2 separate regions of the Zea mays genome follow, and region 2 is linked to region 1. The links are chromatin contacts, called in public Hi-C maps. All regions are on one chromosome and are shown on one strand. Each heading gives the region's core, a stretch centred on a gene start, on an enhancer-like site or on the middle of the called end of the contact. The rest is flanking DNA. Distances are from core to core; before and after follow the strand shown.

What was found. A called contact is a pair of places that touch in the nucleus more often than the background predicts.
Region 2: a Hi-C map of leaf shows a contact between it and region 1, with 2.9 times the contacts expected there. The contact joins the promoter of LOC100037799 here to the enhancer-like site in region 1. A contact is called at or near these places in 2 of 25 Hi-C or Micro-C datasets (endosperm and leaf).

Annotation. Positions count from the first base shown.
Region 1 is chr7:173,022,405-173,025,104 of Zm-B73-REFERENCE-NAM-5.0, forward strand. No RefSeq gene overlaps it. Among protein-coding and RNA genes, the nearest start is that of LOC103633403, 9.7 kb to the left of the region's middle. Within about 2 kb of position 1,422, at least 17 of the 20 cell types and tissues checked have an H3K27ac peak or open chromatin away from gene starts, as enhancers often do. A contact at or near this core is called in endosperm and leaf, where this site is marked.
Region 2 is chr7:173,289,263-173,291,962 of Zm-B73-REFERENCE-NAM-5.0, forward strand. It overlaps LOC100037799 (brittle stalk-2-like protein 6), which reads left to right and starts at 1,395. Exons shown (of 6, transcript NM_001112500.1): 1 at 1,395-1,671; 2 at 1,862-1,941; 3 at 2,045-2,507; 4 at 2,582-2,700. The coding sequence starts at 1,578.

The sequences.
Region 1 (2,700 bases), core at 172-2,671:
ATATATAGTACCGGCCTTTCTCCTTACACTGTTGCCGATAGAGGATTATATAGCAGCATGCGCTGCACTAGTAGCGTCACTCTATGGGTCTACAGTCTAGGGGAGGGGGCACCATCCGGTAAGCGTTGCGGATAGTCTAAACCCACACGCCTGCCATGCCCTCAGGGCGGATCTACGTCCGGGGCTGCCTGCCTGGGCTGCAGCCCCGGTCGCGGTTCGCGAGCGAATAGGCCTAGTACACGCAGCCGCGTCTCCGCCTCCACTCCTCTAGCCGTCAGCCGTCGCTCGATCGCTCGCCGAGTCGCCGTCTCAGAGTCTTGCCGTCTGGCCGTGTCCGCCTCCTCTCGCCCTCTCCGGTCGACGGTCGTGGACTCGTGAGTCGTGGGTGCTGCCGCGCTGGCCTCGCAACCTGCAGGCTCTCGTAGGCCCGCCTCCGATCGTGGACGCTCGCCGTCTCCAGTCGGCGATCGCCGTCTCAGGCTTCTCCGCTCTCTGTCTCCGGTCGACATGCGAGCCATGAGTTCAGCCTGCAAGAGCGAAACAATCTGAACAAAGAAGTCACCGAAATCCACTTAAGGGCTTGTTCGGTTATTCCCAATACACATGGATTGGATGAGATTGGAAAAAATTGAGAAGAAGTTTGACTTGTTTGGGATTCAAACTCATCCAATCCCACTCAATCCACATGGATTGAGAGCTAACCGAACAAGCCCTAAAGGCGGAGCGGAACCAAGCACGCTTAGCTTCTGCTGCTCTGCTCCACCCTGAAACCCCAAATTCCTCACGGAGTGGAACCAAGCTCCAGCGAGAAAACCCAAATTCCTTTACCCCTCTTTTTCCTACATGTTTCCCCCCTTCCTGGAAGCAGAACAAAGCAGAACAGTGCACCGTTCTGAATTATTCTGTTGGTAGGTATCTTTGGATTAATATTTAAATTATATCTTATGTCATATTAAATATCAATTATATTTTTTGTTGGTTTAAAAAAAATTATAGCCTTAGCTTAGTAGCACTAGCACCCCTGTAGGATCAACGCTGGATCTGCACTCGAGAATGGTGATACTATTAGAAATTTAAGGTTGAATATAATGTACGTAGACCGATCTCGTAAGCTAAACTCAGATCGCAGTTGAGATCTGCCATAATAATCTAATGAATCACGAACCTAGCAGTTGAGATCTGCCATAATAGTTTGCCTCCTCCTTGACACTGTCTGAGATAGAGAGTGAAGAACCGACGGTAACTTGTCTGGGCCAAGGGATTAACGGACTGCCGAGGCCGCGCAAAGGTTGTTTGAGTTGCAAGAAATTATCATACGGGCCGGATCGATGACCATCCAAACGGGCCTGAAGATAGTTTAGAGTCTCGGCCCATCCATAGGGATATTGCGAGATTTACGATTGTGTTCTACTACTAACGTGATGGATCATATTACGGGTTAGGGTGTGGGCTGCATTCGTAAGTAAATGGACCGCCGTGTCTGGTCCACGCTCCTGAAAAAGCAGCCCACGAAAAGGCGTATGTGTTCCCGTATCTCTATCGCCTTCCGGAGGCGGATTACCTGGACGGGTTCCTCCTCATTGTTGAGAACTACGTTACCACGGATCAACAGATCCGCTCTCTTCCCTCCCGTCAGCAGTAGAGGCGCAAGAAGCTGTAGAGGATCCGTCTCTCTTCACATAAGCACGACAGAAGAAACACACGAGACACTGGATATAGGGTTGGGCCTCTGACCTCTTTTTCTTCTCTGTTTCATATGAGGGGTACAGGTTCTATATATAAAGACGCGATAGCCCTCAGAGCTATATTCGGTATTTGCCCACATAACCCTTCATTAGGGTTTCTCAACACTCCCCCTTGGGCGAATACCGCGACCAACACATGCCTCGTTAAAACTCCAAAAAACCCAGTGGGAAAAAAATGGAGAAAGAGTGCATGGTGATACAAATTGCATTTGCACTTTGTTGCCTCGTTAAAAACCTCATGTGAGAAACTTCAAGAAAACTCACCAAGGGAAAAAGAGTACAACAGCTGTCATCGGGACAGATTTCGATCCTCTGGAATCTAGATTCTACCGAATCTTCTACAAAGGCTAACTTTAGAAATGTGCTCCCCTGATCCTTGCAAAACTGTATCAATATGGCAAAATATTTTCTTCTGGAAGTATATGCACATATAGATTTAGCAAACAGATTGCATATCCTTGCAAAGATTATTTCAGGAACTTCACCTCAACTCACTTCTAGGATACATGAGGTAAGTGCACGTATCAACATAAATAAGCCACTTCAACTAGTGGTGTTCGATCGACCAGATCTACATATTTGATAGAAACTTCCATAAAGGTTCACATATTGATCATCAAGCTGACGCCTTCAGGGCATAGAATATGACATTTATTGTCACACGATTGTGATCAATATAAGCATTCGCTCCCCCTGACGATGACATATGTCAAAGTCGTTATCCCTCATAACTCAAGCATATTCTTCAAGATATATATCTCATTGTTCATCTAGAATAACGAGAATGGACGAGGTTGGGGTGCTATCATTTTCTATCTTACACCACAATTTATACATAGTTGTGCAAAGCAAGTAACATGTCCTTATATAGGACTTAGGGGATAATATAGTTGCAATAGTTTATATTGTAAATATGACACATCGCTCCAGGCGTTCATCCATTGCAACATCTATG
Region 2 (2,700 bases), core at 145-2,644, 270 kb after region 1:
CCACACCGGGGTCAGCGCGCGCAATGGCCCACTTGTCGCCCAAGCGACACGCGGGTCGCGGGCGCTCGACACAAGCGGACCTCAGGCGGCGGTAGCATAGCAGCAGCAGACCAACGCTGGCCGTGGAAATGGACCGCAGACAAGATGACTGACCGACTGGTTTCGTTGGTCACGGTAGCAAGCAGACGCTAGCTGTGACGTGACCAGTGGAATCAAACATGGGTGCGCAGCCAATGGAAAGAGTTCTTTCCGTGTGGCCTGGTCTGGTCATGTGGCCTCGCCGTCGCCGCGTAGAAATAGAATACTAGAATAGAATAGTGCGTGCAATCTCTCATACTGTTCCAGCTGCCGGGGCTCGCTCGACGGATATCACAGTGCGGCCGCCCGTCCGCCGGTTGACCGACCCCGCGCCACCGGTTTGTTGGTTGGTTGGCGGGTTTGCACTGACTGACTGGCACACCGGACGTGTTGCTCTGCGCGCCGCCTGCCTTGTTGCGCCCCCGGGTCAGGGTCACACCATCCAGCCCCGCCACCGGCTGCAAAGCTTGCCGTGCTCGTCTCGTCTACTACTCTTTTAGCTCCGCGACGCGGGACGACTGCGGTTGTCCGCGGCCGCTGCTTGCTGGATACTAGGTCTTAGCTGTTGCCTTGCCGTCACCAGGGACAGAAAGATTACGCGTACGTATCGGGCTCGAGAGGCCGGCACGAAAAGCGATTTTTGTCATCTAGTATGTAATAAGAACAAGTATAACAAGAGGCCATACAAGATTATAAAATGTTGAGGTGTACGAAATAGAGGAGGAGAGAGAAGAGAATCAGACGGTAAACTTGCGTTCGACTTAGACAAAAAAATCAAAAAGGTTTGTGAGAGAGATAAGTAGAGTTATGTATTAATACTGAAGAGCTAACTGATATATAAATAGGCTAAATAGCAAGCTACGTACAACGATACTTGCAGTCGTCTCTGTTATTAAACTTGCTCTAATTAATATAAAGAGATTGGAGTGAGCTAGCGGAGCACTGTGGGCTAGTCTGTGAGAACCTACCAACATGACAGTCAGACAGGGATGGCTCCTGTGAGCTAGTCGATCAAAAAAAAAAAAGAGTAAAACCTTAACCCGGAAGGAAGCAATCCAACTATCTACATCCACCATCTCCATCCAAAGGCCCGCAGTTCAGTTGAAACCGATGACGCAGCTGTCACTTGGCACTCCCCTACCCCTAGTATAGCAAAGCTCCGCATGATCCGATCCCATCGCATCCCACACGCGACACACCCGGCCGAAAGACCGCCCTGTCTCTTCCTGCATGCGTAAGTCTGCATCCCCGGTCAGTCAGACACGGCGCGCCCGCCAGAAACCTCACACCGCCATCGCCATCGCATAAACTAGGCGAGAAGAGAGAGGGGAAAGTTGCTTCTCTCTCTGACCCGCCCACTCCCTCCTTCCCTGCTCCGGTCGCACTCCGTAGTTCCTCCGCGCACTTACGTACAGCAGACAGACACGAGATCGAGTGGTACAGGGCCCGCCAGAAACCTCACGAGCTAGCTGGGTTCCTGCCGCGCCGCCGATCCACGCATGGCGCCGCCGCCGCTCCTGCCCGCGCGCTTCGTCGCCGCCTCCGTCGCGCTGCTCGCCGTCGCCTTCTCCTCCTCTCTAACGCGTCCGTCAGGTCAGACCAGTGCGCCGCGCGCACCTCCGCCTCCAAACCCTGCCATCTCCTGTCCTCGTCGGATGATTCTTGTGATGTTCAGATATATCTCCCTCGTATAATCTCAATCACACATAAAACAAAGCTTCCTTTCGTACCATACCATTACCATGAATGCTGCTGCATGAAACTTTTTTTTTTTTGCCTGCAGGTGCATACGATCCGCTCGATCCGAACGGGAACATAACAATCAAGTGGGACGTGATACAGTGGACTGCGGATGGCTATGTGGTGAGTGAACGGGTTAATTAATTCGCCACTATCTGACGACGGACACCTTCTGATCGAAACGCCCTGCTTCTTCGTTCCCCTCCCCTCCCATGCCCGTGCCCAGGCCGTCGTTTCGCTATACAACTACCAGCAGTACCGCCACATCCAGGCGCCGCCGGGGTGGAGGCTAGGCTGGGTGTGGGCGAAGAAGGAGGTGATCTGGGCGATGACCGGCGGCCAGGCCACCGAGCAGGGCGACTGCTCCAGGTTCAAGGCCAGCGTCCTCCCCCACTGCTGCAGGAGGGACCCGGAGGTGGTGGACCTGCTGCCCGGGACTCCCTACAACACGCAGACCGCCAACTGCTGCAGGGGAGGAGTGCTCGCCTCGTGGGCGCAGGACCCTAGCGACGCCGTCGCCTCGTTCCAGGTCAGCGTTGGGCAGGCTGGGTCCACCAACAGGACCGTCAAGGTGCCCAGGAACTTCACCCTGCTGGCGCCTGGTCCCGGGTACACCTGCGGAGCCGCCAAGCTTGTCAAGCCTACCAAGTTCATGTCTCAGGATGGCAGGAGATCAACTCAAGCGCACAGTACGTAAGATGATTAACCTCAAGCCTACCAAATTCATGCATTGACGATCGACTTGTTTAATTTCTTCGCGCAGTGACCTGGAACGTGACGTGCACGTACTCCCAGTTCCTTGCCCAGAGATCTCCAACCTGCTGTGTCTCGCTCTCGTCGTTCTACAACGACACCATTGTTAGCTGCCCAGCATGCTCCTGC